2 separate regions of the Mus musculus genome follow, and region 1 is linked to region 2. The links are chromatin contacts, called in public promoter capture Hi-C maps. All regions are on one chromosome and are shown on one strand. Each heading gives the region's core, a stretch centred on a gene start, on an enhancer-like site or on the middle of the called end of the contact. The rest is flanking DNA. Distances are from core to core; before and after follow the strand shown. Region 1 overlaps Gm31012 (a long non-coding RNA gene). Region 2 holds the start of Cbr3 (carbonyl reductase 3).

What was found. Promoter capture Hi-C pulls out the DNA fragments that hold promoters and counts their contacts.
Region 1: a contact with region 2 is called in a promoter capture Hi-C map of pre-B cells, with 7 times the contacts expected there. The contact joins the enhancer-like site here to the promoter of Cbr3 in region 2. A contact is called at or near these places in 3 of 39 promoter capture datasets (liver and pre-B cells), 1 of 15 datasets of contacts at CTCF or cohesin (large pre-B cells) and 2 of 9 other capture datasets (adipose tissue and liver).

What each region holds. Positions count from the first base shown.
Region 1 is chr16:93,939,381-93,945,792 of GRCm38.p6, forward strand. The region is part of intron 1 of Gm31012 (a long non-coding RNA gene); the gene reads left to right. It also overlaps a transcript of Cldn14 not described here. Among named protein-coding and RNA genes, the nearest start is that of Cldn14, 13 kb to the left of the region's middle. Within about 2 kb of position 2,666, at least 7 of the 459 cell types and tissues checked have an H3K27ac peak or open chromatin away from gene starts, as enhancers often do.
Region 2 is chr16:93,677,569-93,685,023 of GRCm38.p6, forward strand. Cbr3 (carbonyl reductase 3) reads left to right here and starts at 5,651. Exons shown (of 3, transcript NM_173047.3): 1 at 5,651-6,045. The coding sequence starts at 5,757.

The sequences.
Region 1 (6,412 bases), core at 1,416-3,915, 260 kb after region 2:
ACATTCACACACATATCCTCACACGCCCAAAACACACTATCACACAAAACACACACTCACTGGCACACATTCACACACATATACTCACACATACCATACACACTCACACACTTATACACTCACACACACACATTCACACACATATACTCACACACACAAAACACACTCTCACACACACAGACACACATTCACATACATTCGCACACAGAGGCACACAACACATGTGGGTATACACATACACACGCACACCCCCCAATATAAAACAACAATTCTATTTCTGTGTATTTTTGTTTGTTTAAATAATGGAGTAAATACGTATTTTGTTCAGCTCTTCAAAGAAAAATAACTTCCAACATGCTAAGTTATAATCACTGATACCGATAACAATATCACAACAAAATATTTCCCTTCTTTGTGTGTGTGTGGCATAGATATGTGTGTGTACATACGGATGTTGGTGTATGTATGTGTTCATATGGGTGTGTTCATATGGGTGTCTCCACCAGAGGTCGATGTCAGGAGTCTTTCTTAGTTTCTGAGGCAGGGTCTCTCACTGAACTGGAAGCCCATCTATTCTGCTAAGCTAGCTGGTCAGTGGGCTTCATGGGTCTATTGGTCTCTGCCTTCCAACGTTAGGGAAATAGGTGTGTGTTAGGGGCCCAAAACTTCCATGGAGAAAGCCCAGGGCAACTGCCTGAGTGTTTAATTTCAACATAGAAACAAAACAGGAGGAAAAGAGTCTGTTGTTGACCTGGCCCTGTGTCATGAGAGGGAGCGTGTTAGCAGCCACAGGACTCCTAACTGTAAACAGATGTACCTGGCTCCTAATGAACTCCAGCCTGCGCAGTGGTGGCTCATTATGATGCCACTGGTTTCAGGAATGGTTTTCTTAAACGTTATATATAATTTATACATACACATATGAATAAACACATACACACACATAGACACACACACACATATACATACATACACACCTCACACTAAGTGTTCTCAGGCAGTGAGAGCTGGAAGCAGCTTTTCTTGCCCACTTTGGAACTCTCAGCCCGGATCCTCCAAGAGTCCAAAAGTTTCTGTGAATACATTTCCATACTCCACTCTAAACTTTCTTTCTGATTCTAAGGGTCAGCTTTGAGTTACAGCTGTGAGTTAAAGGTGGTCCAGTGCTAGTTCTTGCCCAAAGAGGCAGAGTATATTACTACATGTCAAAAGCCAGCGTCTATGACGTTCAAATTTCCTTTGTGGAAATGATAGAAGAAGCCAAAGGCAAGGTTCAGCAAGCTACGGGGTGGCTAAGGAAGGGGGTGGTTTTCATATCAAGAGTAGCGTTGTGAAGGCTGGAGGGGTGACTGGGAAGCTCTAAGGCAGTGTCAAGGGAGGAAGACAGGATGGAGCCACTGATCCCTCCTAACGTTCATGCACTTTCTAGGTCATGTCCTGTCAAATGTGTTGTGGGGCTCCCGAGAGATCTGGTGGGAGCAGAGCAGCCACACCGCCTTCCCCTACAAGAACAGCCGGGCATACGGGCCTCCCAGTACACTCCCAGCCACATCTTTTAGGCAGACTGGGCCAGCTGAGGGGTCTAAACCAGCTGCAAGAGGCGATGGGATAGTCTAGTCCTGTAGTGACCTCTTTGGGATGGGGAGGGGCCAGGAAGGAGTGTGGCATTCGAAAGCACCTGGAGTCAGGGTTAGACCTCTGTTGGGTCTGCTGCAGAGCAAGCCTTGTCTGCAGGTGGGCGACATTAGTTGTGCAGGTTTTTGTTTGGCTGAGAGGTGGGACAGATTCTTGCCAGAGAAGTGTTCTCTGGAGACCAGGGGGAGGGCGAAGCTACCTGCCCTGGGGCCTTTCCTCCTGCTAAGCCCTCCATTTGTTTATTTAGAGAACAGGGCCTTTCATCTAAGTAAATATTGAACAAATATTTAAAAACCTCGGGCTTATACAATGTCACAGTAGTGTCCTGCCTCAACCTGGCCCTAGGCACGGCTGCTGTGTTCACTGTTTGTGTCCTGACTCTCAGTGACTAAATAGGAGGGGTTCCTACTGTTCCCACCTGTACAGGTTGGGCACTTCTGGATGTCAGCCACCTTGGGAGGGCCCCCCCCCCCCAGAGAAAGCCTTGCTGATGGAATGTACCTTGGGACTTTAAAGTGAAGGAGATCGTTTGTCTATTTTGTGTAGAATTGGGTGAAGGATAGGATAGACATATGGATCATGCTGACCACAGGGATGCTGGAGTGAGCCTCAGGGGTGGGGGAGGGGAGTAGTTTTTGGCCTCAGAGTAGAGAGGAGTCAAAGATAAGCATCTGCTGAGGGCCCTCATGAGGGGCCCTCATGAGGGAGTGGAGGGAAGGAAGGTCTCTGTTTAATTTGTCCTCACACAGAAAATTGTTGCTCTCTGAAAATGTCCACAGGGGAATGAATGCCTTTAGATGGACACCTTACAAATCCTAACTCAGCTTCCCGGTCCCCTAAAACACCTGTCCCCCCCCCCAAAGTACATGTGTCACCCCTGCTGCCTGAACACATCCCCTGGGCCTCACTGGAGATGTCCATGCCTGCTGGGGCAAGGCATGGAAACACCTAGAATCTAATTTCATCCGGGGTTCAGCTGGGCTCTCTGCTTCCTCATCCTCAAATGTGCCCTTTGTCAAACAAACACAGGACTCTGGGGAGAGTCCCCCACCAGACTGGAAATACCAGAGAGGCAGAGGCCTTCAGAGGCCTTCAGAGGCCTTCAGAGGGAGCTTGGCTCTCCATTTTCTTTCCTTTTGGCCACTTTAGCTTTGAGTAGAAACTGAAATAAGAATTATAATGATACATGTTTATGGATTTTAAGTAATTAATCCCTCGGAGTCCTCTTCTGGGTGAAAAGCTTGCTACCCACCTCATACATCAGGCAAGCAGGAGGCCATATGGCCTGGCTGGGCTGGGTGGTCGCTGGCGTCAGTAGAAGAGTGGAGACTGCGGCTTCAACAGTCTTTGGCTTCTTGGCCTTTGTCCAGATCGCTGGGCCATGCAGCCCCTAGAGAGGTGAGACATGAGAAACTGAAACGGACCAGACCTTAAGCTCTCAGGAACAGTTGCCTCCAGTTAGGAGGGCAGGGCTTAAGGCCCCCACCTGGGTTGCTTCTCTTTGACAGACAGGCTTGGAGAGGACAGAAGCCATTGCGCCCGGAGTTCACCCATCACCCAGTGTCAGTTGCTGCATTCTGTGAAGAAACTCTCCCCGGAACAAAACTCCAAGCAGCTGAATCCCAAGGCACACGGCCTCGTGATCCAACATGGGGGAAGTACTTGCTGAAACACCCACCAAAGGTCCCGGGGCCACTAGTTACAAGGCAGGGTAGGGACATGGCTTTCTTGGTAACGCTGAGCAGGTTGGCCCTACCTGCTTAAGAGCATTCCTTTTATTTTTAAAATTTCCAGTTTATTTGTGAGAGGTTGGTGCACATGTGTATTTTAGCCTTTATGACACTTAACACCTTTAACTCTGTGTTCAATCTTCCTCGGAGGTTGTGTTGCCAGACCAGTCCTTGAACTGGTCCGAAGAGCCAGGTGTAAAACGTGTGCTAGCTCTTTAGGAAGTGTTCACAACCTGGTCCTTAGCAGGCCATCCTGATACACACGTGCAAACAGTAGCAAAACAAACTCAGCTCATAAACTGGGCGTGGTGGCGCACGCCTTTAATCCCAGGACTCGGGAGGCAGAGGCAGGCAGATCTCTGAGTTCGAGGCTAGCCTGGTCTACAAAATGAGTTCCAGGACAGCCAGGGCTACACAGAGAAACCCTGTCAAACAAAACAAAACAAAAACAAAAACAAAAAACCCACCAAAAAACCCTCAAAAACAAAAAACAAAAAACCCCCACAAACTCAGGTCATATACTTCAGACTCCACCATTTGTACCTCTGGCTCCCTCTTCTGGCCCCACAAGTTCTGGAAGACAGCATATTCTCTCTCATTCTCTCTCTCTCTCTCTCTCTCTCTCTCTCTCTCTCTCTTTCTTTTAAAGGTTTAATGTATGTGAGTACACTGCCGCTGTAGCTGTCTTCAGACACACCATAAGAGGGCATCAATCCTATTACAGATGGTTGTAAGTCACCATGTGGTTGCTGGGAATTGAACTCAGGACCGCTGGAAGAAAATGATAGCATTTTCTAAAGACTCATATATAGTCTCCATCACCCAGGCGACTCACAGTGCCCTCAGATGGGAAATAACCAGGTTTTCATGGGATTCTTTCTTATCTGTTTGCAGCAGTATTTTCTGGATACATTAGACTGGGGTGATGGGGTACAGATGAGAAGAGAAAAGAGATCAAACTTGTGCAGAGGTAGGGAAGATGGTAGAGACACAGGGAGACACTTGGAGAGGACCCTCCAAGCCCAGTGGGTGGAGACACCAAGGCTTGGTAAAGGCATCCAGGCTGGACCTCCAACATCAATTGTTTATGGTTTTGCTTTTGTATGTGAGCAGGCGTGGCCAGGGCACCCCGTCAGTGTGTGATACCCAGTTCTATTTGGAAGCTCTACATTTGCCATCTTGCAGAGGGCTCCACCCAAGTCCCTACTAAACATTCACCAAATCTCAATCCCTTACTGCCATGTGTCACCAAATCTCAGTCCCTTACTGCCATGTGTCACCAAATCTCAGTTCCTTACTGCCATGTATTATTGTGCAGATTGCATATGTGGGTGCCCTGGTCCCCCCCATTCAGTTCTAGATCTCTTAGTAGTCCAGAACATTATTTCCATAATCAATATTAATTAGAATGATTGATTTAAAACTCCCCCGTGCAGGCTACTAACTAATTTTAGCTTCTTTTCCATATCTTGGTCTCCTCTCCTTGTGCCTGTTTCCTCTCATCTGGGAGCATCCGCCCTGACTTGCTGGGTGCATCTGGAACCCATGTGTCTCTCTCCTTTGCTCTTACATATGGTAATTTATTATTATTATCATTACTTCAGGAAGCTGGGTAGATTCAGAAGTAGGAGCCACACGGAGACCTGAGGTGACCATCCTCGGTGTTATCAGCAGGATGGAATGGCAACATATGTGTGGAAAGAGATTGCCCTCAAAGCTCGCCCTCATCTTAAAATGGGATGGTGTGTCTGGGCTGATAGCCTCATATTGAAGTAATCTCTCCCAACCCAAAGGTCTAGGATAGGTTCAGTTGTAATCTACTTGACATCTACTTGACATCTACTTGCTATAGTTTGACTGCTCAGAGAAACCTGGCAAGGATTACGAAGAGTGTGCCTGGCATATGGCTGTGTCCCAACGCAACAGTCTGTGAACACCATTAGTAACCGTTGAAACTGTTCTCTGGGAAGTGCTGGCTGTTAATGACCCTGCCCAGATGCTCCTGTGGGAGGTGTATGGAGAGAGATAACTCAGTAGCCCACCGCTGGGGTGAAGGCTCGATCAGGAGATGGAGATGGTGTGCCCTGCCAGACCCAGGACCGTCGTGGAAGAAAAGGTGGGGAGGAAGCGCTTTGCTTGGCGAGAGTTGGCTTGTACCTCTGCGGAGACACAGTGATAGAGAGGGAGCTAAGGATACCTAGACCCTTCAGCTGGCCTCAAGCAGGACTCCAGTAGAGGCAAAGAGACAGCTTTCTGTGGTCAGGGAGAGGTAATCTCTCCTTCTGTGACTCCTAGGTGATTTTCACTTTGTAGGAAAATATTGCCCAGGAGCACATGGAGACATAAAGATAGCTCTGTCCTCCATAACTGGGAGAGTATGGCCGTTTTTTGACAAACTAATTAAAATACGTGGCAATGGAGTATACACCTGATGGGGTCACATTCAGCCCTTAAAATGAATGAGGCAAACATCATGGCTATTAAGATGCTCTTAATAGCCTGCTCTTACAGAAGACCCAGGCTCACTCCCCAGCAGCCTTGCCGGCAGCTCACAGCCTCCTCTAACCCCCGGCTCTGGGAACCTGATGCCCTCCCTGGCCTCTGAGGGCACCAGCACATGTGGCAGACCCCCCAGCCCGTAAATAAAAATGAAATCCAAATCTTTAAAATGAACGGAATAAAGAGGCCTGGAGGTGGCTCTGCAGTTAAGAGCGCTCGCTGGATGCTCTTCCAGAGGACTCGGGCTCAACTCCCAGAGTTCAATGACAGCTCCCAGAGGTTCATAGCTCCAGTTCCAGGGGATCCAATGCGCTCTTCTGGGCTCTGTGGCACCAGGCACACAGGTGCACAGACATATACAAAGGCAAAATACCCATATGCATAAAATAAAATCTAATTTAAAAATAAATACAATGAAGTAGATTTGTATCTGCTAAAGTTAGGAGGGAGAAGGCAAGTAGCAGGACAAGATGCCGTGTGTGTAAAAATTAAAACACATTAAAGGACATGTCTGTGTATGAACCTCACATGTCTCTATGCAAGTTCAT
Region 2 (7,455 bases), core at 4,401-6,900:
ATCACAGCAAGTGTAGCCCTGATTGAGATGTCAACCCAGCACGTGGATTCTGGAATAATTCTGTGACCTGAGGAACCCTCAAACAAGGGCTCGGCATCTACCACCATGTCAAAGAAATGATGGGGTCAACCCAAGTGGCAGCAGGTTCCACACGTTCCCTCGTCCCCTAAGCATTTTTTTAAAAATCTAACTCTTTAGACGTACATGTATATGTATATCTGTGTACCGTGTACATGCCTGGTGCCCACATAGGACACTTCTGCAGAGGGCACTGGAGACCCTGCAATGAAGTTCCGGGTGGATGGAAGCTGCCAATTGGGTGCAGAATCAGACACGGGTCCCGTGCAGAACGTCCAGAGCTGTTCTGGCCGACACACATTTCCCTCCCCACAACCCCCAAACGTTTTTACTGTAGGAACTTACAGCCGTCACTACACCCAGCACTGTAATCATTACAAGAGAACAAAACTGTGGTACTGAGAGATTGGGAGCCTTGCCCAGAGACACACCGAAGATAGCAGAGACGGCATCAGGCTCATGGGGCATGGGGCTTCACTCGTGAATATGCCTGTACCCATCGGGGCACTCATCTATTTAAGGTGCAGGTGAAGGGCCATCTGTGGACATCCAGTTCCACAGATATGCAGCAGTGGTCTCAGAAGAGAACTTTAGTTGGTTAAGACTCGATTCTTACCCTGTGATTAAGAAATATAGCAGGTCTTGGACTGGAGACGTGGCTCAGCGGTTAAGAGCACTGGCTGCCCTTCCAGAGGTCCTGAATTCAATTCCAAGCAACTACATGGTGGCTCACAACCATCTGTAATGGGATCTGATGCCCTCTGCTGGCATGCAGGTGTACATGCAGATAGAGCACTCATATACATACAGCAGGTCTCTAGGTAAGGTGGAATGTGTGATTCCTGAACTCATGTGGTTTCAGTAAGCCACCTTGTAGAGGGAAGGGGCAGGGAGGCTGGGATGGGAGGAGAGGATTCATAGATTCAATGAGAACAGAGACAAGTTAGGACGTTCATCATATTAATTAAAAACTCTCCAGGGAGTAGGGTGTTTCTCCAAATTCACCAGGTACAGAATTATCACATAACCCGTCTGTACTGCACCTGGGAATATTCCGCATACCACAGGGGTACTTACACCTTCATGGTCACTGAGGCCTTAGACCAGCCAAGCCAGGAACCAGTCTAGACACTCACTTAAAGGCAAATGGAGAAAGAAAATGAGGGGTGTGTACACAGTGGAGTTTTATTTAGCCACAAAGAATGAAATTATGCCATTTGCAGGAAAATAAGTAGAACTGGAGAAAGAACCTTGTGCTAAGTGAAATAACTGTGTACAAGGGCAGATGCTGCCCGTTGTCTTTACTTGAACACCAGACTGATGTATGTGTGACATGAAGCAGAAGGAGGACTGTCGACGTGGAGAAGAAAGGAACTAAAGGGAGTGGTGACAGGAGAGTTTTGGAGGTGACAATGCGCAGAGCAGTGCACAGGTGTGAAAACATGTCGATGGAACACGCTGTTTTGGATGACGACAAAAAAGGGAGATTCCATCAAACCATAAGAACCCATCATGACCCGGAAAATATGCATGCATTTGAGAGTGTCCGACCGTCGTGGTAAGTCTGTGTGTCTGTCCCACAGCTTCCCCTCCACTGTTCAGTAGATAGGGACCCAGCCAGCCAAGGTTTCCATAAGACACCTGGCATCAGGCAGCTTTGTCTTCCCACACGCTCTGCTCTCCAATTATTCTGTCTCCACTAATCTGTGCCTTTCTCTGAGATAATTATTGTTACGTAAAAGGCTTTAGCATCGTTCAGCTTTTGTAACTGTTTTTAAGAGACAGGTTTTTCCAGGCAAGAGAGCACAGACTTGTGAGCTCAGCACGTGGGAGACTAAGACAGGAGGATGAAGATCCAGAGCATACCAGGGGGCAAAGCACGGGACTTGGGAGGACAAAGAATGAAAGAAAACACTGCTTTACTGACTTGCCCAGGCTGGTCTTAAACTCTTGATCTGAAGTCACTCCCCTGCCTCATTCTCCTCCCTTGGCAACCTACAGGGCATGCACTGCTATGTCCCAGTGTGTTTGATACTGTTTGTAAAAGATGCCACTAGAGTTTATTCTCTGCTTTCAATAGAGTTATTAAAGCTCATAGCAAGGTCATCAGAGAACCTTAACTAAATAGTTAGAATTAAAAGAAGTTTTAAAAAAAAATAGCATTGGTCCAAAAAGGTATCAAAAGGTAAGTTGGAAGGAGCTGATGGTGTATTTCAGCAGCTAATCATGTCTGCACTGCACTCTGGTTCCAGCACCCAACCCCAAAAATCAATATTTAAATGCCACCAGGTAGCACTTTAAGGGAAACGTGTAAACTATACTGCCTGAACTAGAAAAGAGGAAATATCTCAAACCAGCAACCTTGGCTTCCAGTTCAAGAGACATATGAGTATATTGAGCCCAAAGTGGGCAAAAACAGGAAATAAAAATCAGAAAATAAATAAAAATAATCAGGGGAAATGGAGAAAAGAGGATCAAGAACAGTAAATGTTGGTTGCTTGGGAAATTTTCTTTTAAAGATGTTAAATCTCTGCCAGACTCACTAGGGGGAGAGAAGGATGAAAAGCCAGACGGTGGTCTGTGCCTGTGGACCCAGTACCCCGCCTAGAGGCTGAGACTGAAGGATTGTTTGAACCAGGAGTTCAAGACCAACCTGGGCAACACAGTGGGACCCTATCTCCCAAACAAAGCACCGGGGTTGTATCAGAATTTGAAAAATCAGAAACAGTGTGCGGTAAGTGCCTATAATTCCAGCAGGATGTAGACGGGAGTTCAAGGTCATCCTTAGCTGAACTCATGGTCAGGCTGGCCAGCAAAAGAGTGCATGTCTTAGTAGGGAGGGAGACAGACTGGGAGGAGGGAAAGAGGGAGGAAGGGAGAGAGGGAAAGAGGGAGGGAAGGAGGGAGGAAGGGAGAGAGGGAAAGAGGGAGGGAAGGAGGGAGGAAGGGAGAGAGGGAAAGAGGGAGGGAGAGAGGAGAAACAATAGTATTATGTTCCTTTAAAAATATATATTTTGTTTTATTTCATGTCTCTGTGTGCTTGTGTGTGTGTGTGTGCCTGTGTGTGTGTGTGTGTGTGTGTGTGTGTGTGTGTGTGTGTAGGTTCCAGATCACTTGCAAGAGTCAATTCTTTCCTTCTACCTTGTTGACCTCAGTGATCAAACTCAATTCATCAGGCTTGGTGACAAGTGCCTTCCCCCTTTGTTTAATAATCACAGAGAACCACACCCTCACCAACAACTTCCTACTTGAGAGGTGTCCTGGTGTCCTATGAAATCCTTGCTGCTGGATGTCCACAACACAGCAATCTCACCAGCCTCAGAGTATGGACTTAACACAGGTCTCCATTTCCCCCCAGGCATTGACATAAAAGCCACAGCTCTCACCCTTTTTGTTTGGTTGGTTTGGGGTTTTGCTTGTTTGTTTTTCCAGGCAAGGTTTCTCTGTGTAACCCTCCCTGGCTGTCCTGGAACTCAATTTGTAGACTAAGCCAACCTTAAAGTCAGAGATCTGCCTGCCCATGCCTTCCAATTGCTGGAAATAAAGGCATGCACCACCACCACCTGCTCTCAGCTCTGATCCTAAAGAAATTTATCCTGGGGGCATTTTGAGTGACCACGGCCTGGAAACACAGAATTAGGATCCCCAATTTATGTTCCAACTCAGAAGCACTTTCCCGAGGGTTTTATAGTTTCCCAGAGGATGTCATGAATCTTTGAAATCCATGGATGGGCACAGCAGAGAGGCAGGTACAGTGAGACGGAGCTGTTCTGTGGGCCCAAGATGCTACCTCAGGACATTCTTAGCTCTCGGATTGCTGGAAGCCAGTGTCCCACCGCGTCAGTAGCATCTAAGAGGCTTTTATTTATTATCACGAGATGTTGGCTCAGATTTGACAAGGAGAAGTTGTTCCAGAAGCTAAACCTAGTCCAAGATACTTAACCTCTGAACCTGCAGAATCCCAGTCTCCCCACAGCAGCCTGTCCTTCAGTCTCTTCAGGCACAGAACTCCTTCCAGGAGTCTTGTAGACAGCCAGGCACAACTTCTTCTCAGGAATTCTCATTCACAAGGATATGCTAGGCAAGTGCTCCATCACCGAACTACACTCTGAACTCCCCACTGGTCTTTAGGAGAGAAAGCAGAAAAAGTTGTCCCGGACTCTGTAAATGTTACTCCCATTGCTGCCTTGATCACATAACCAAAGAAAAAGCGATTTAAGAGCGGGTTTATCCTGGCTCACAGTTCGAGAGTCCAACACTGTGGGGTCCTAACCACATGAGCATAAGACAGATGGTCAAACTGTGTGTGGGGGTTGGGAGGAAGGGGGCGGGGTTCCCGTGTATGCAGAGGTCAGAGGTTGACAAATGTCTTCTGCTATTCATCTCTTCCTGATTCTTTGAGGCAGGGTCTCTCACTTGAACCAGACCTTGCAGACTTGGCTAATCAGCTCGCCTCCGGAAATCCTGCTTCTGGGGTCACACAGCAGCCACACTGCCCCACGTTGTGTGGAGCGGGGATTTGAACTCTAGTCCTCATAACCTTCACCCACGGAGCCAGCTCCACAGCCTTGGCCCAGCTCACTTTCTCCGTTTCATTCAGTCCAGCATCCCAGTCCCTGGAACGGTACTGAGCTTAGGGTGGGCCTCCTACCCCAGTCAGCCTAACTGAGAAACTCCCTCAGAGACAGGCTGAGAGAGAGGTCTGTCTCCTAGATCCTCTCAAGTTAACATCACAGGCAGGCTAGGCCCCCACAGAGCTCACCTTCCTCACCTCATTTGAAACAGAAGGTGGAGTCCGTAATAAGAGGCTAAGGCAGTTTGGCCGGATCAGCTCGGGAAACGCTGAATCACTGTGAGTGAGGACTTAATTGTCCTTCAACCTCACAATCCCTAGCCAAGTAGGATCAGCACAGACTCGATTCCACCCAAGAAGGGAGGAGGTCTGATTGCGTGCCCACACTTAGACACGCCTGGAATTTTGTTCGTAGGTTCAGCATCTCCTTGGGAGATGACTCGCATAGACTGAGACCAATGCAGATCTATCTGCATACCCAGTACACTTGGAATAAACCAAAGACCGGCACTGAGGACTCCCGTACTACTCAAAACAGTTCGATAAACATGAGCCTTCTCTCCCACGTGGGGGCGCACCGAGACCTCCAGCCGCGAGGGCTCGCCCACACCTGTTCAGTCTACTCCCAGGCACTGTTCCCTGAAGTCCCTGAGCAAACCGCGGGGTGTGTTAAGTAATCTCAGAGCGAGTTCCGCAGAAGCAAACATTTGCATTCTGCAGAGAACGACGGGTTCTCGCCCAAGAAAATTACGGAGCATTTGTTTTCCTCCTTTTGAAGTTTCCCCAAAATAGTTGTTTCAATCCGACTGCCACGAGTCCTGCTGACCCCTTCCTTTGGGAGCAGCGCTTGTCCCTGACCACTGCTTAGCTCGGAACCAGGATCTCTACACTGGCCGGCGGGCGGGCGGGCAGGCGAGCGGGAGGAGGCGGACCCTTCGGGAACAGACGGCTCCTCCTCAGAGGGGAGGGACAGGCTTCTCAAGGCCTTGCTCTCTAGCAGTCGCAGCGCCGGGTCCCAGAATCTAGTCCTACGCCACGGTTTTGACCACGCGTGACCCGCTGCCCAGCCGGCCCGGCCATCAGGTGGTCCGTGTGTCCCTCTGACATGTCGTCCTGCAGCCGCGTGGCCCTGGTAACTGGGGCTAACAAAGGCATCGGCTTTGCGATCACGCGTGACCTGTGTCGGAAATTCTCCGGGGACGTGGTGCTCACGGCGCGGGACGAGGCGCGGGGCCGCGCGGCGGTGCAGCAGCTGCAGGCGGAGGGCCTGAGCCCACGCTTCCACCAGCTGGACATCGACGACCCGCAGAGCATCCGTGCGCTGCGCGACTTTCTGCGCAAGGAGTACGGGGGACTTAACGTGCTGGTCAACAACGCGGGCATCGCCTTTAGAAGTAGGTGTGGGGCTCCAGGAGGAGGTGTCCCGGGGTTTTCCGAGGGTGCTGGGCAGTGAGCCTCTGGGATCCGGAGGCTGCGCCATCCCGCCTGGGTGCACCCGGCTCGCGCTCTGCGTGGCGAGTTCCCCCGTGCGGTGACTCGGGTGCGGGCCCGCCCAGGCACCCCACTCCATGCCCGACCCGGCCGGCGGCCTGTGCGGGCCTGTGCTCCGCCGGAGGCCCTCCTTGGAACTTTCAGCTGCGCCTGTTTGGAAGAAAACCGGTCTCTTGGGAGGGGACCACGCCTTGTCAAGCTCATCAGCTTTCTGTCCCACGCACGAAGGCTTTTCTCAGAGAAGGGTCTTCCAAAAAAATAGGGTTGGAGCTTTCGCTTCGCGTGAAACAAGGGCGAATTCATAGATGCCAGTAGATATCTGCTGAGGACAGGAAATGGGTCGCCCGGACACAATTAGCGCCCTGGCACGATAGTGGGTTTCCTACCCGCTTTAATGGAGCGTTTTGAGAGGCTCTGGCAAAAAGGAAGCGAGCTCTGCTTCCCTCCTCCTCGGGGAACTAGGTTTGTTATTAAACTTGCAAGTGCGGTTTGGAAATCATCTTCCTTTAGGGGAAAAAAAACCCAAAAAAACAAAACAAGATCGCTTACTCTAACAAATGTCCAATTAGCAAAATTATCCAGTTGCCATGTGCTGGAACTGAAACAAACATTCCAGCTTCACTGAAAATGCTGAGAGAGCCGGAGACTAACGAGGGAGGGAGACTATTGTGCAGCCGAAAACTCTCCAGTTGGCCCTGGACACCCATAGGCGCCTTGCGTGAGAGCCAAGACACCCTTGTACCCGCACTTCCAAACTCTGGCATGTGGGCTTTGGGGAAGGGGAGGGGCGAGCTCACCACCTCAGCCACTCTCAGCGTTGTCGGATGGAAGGTTTGGTGAATTATGGCCCTGGAGGTTCATACTTAAATGTGGGCCATGTGTATGCAAATCTGAGCAGCAGCTGCCCCACCACACAAGCTGAGGTCTTACACCAGCCTCACCAGAGCATCTTTTCCCAACCTCCAGGAACCCTATTCAAGCTTGAGACAGGAAGATCAAAACTGAGTGTTCTTGAGACGCGACATGAGCGTGGCTGATGAGAAACTTGAGGTGTGGACCAGAAAGTTCTTTCCTTATGCTCTTAAGACCTTTAGAATGATCAAGTTCTAGTTTAAAGGTGTGTGTGTGTGTACTTTACAGATGTGTGTATCACCACACTCAGCAAGACTGTCCTAAAGTTAGTACACTTTCCCTTTAGCTGTTATGTGATGAGATCCAACTTGGCCACACGAGTTTCAGAGGAAAATGTAATTCTTTTTTCTTTTCTTTTCTTTTCTTTTCTTTCTTTCTTTCTTTCTTTTTTTTTTTTTTTT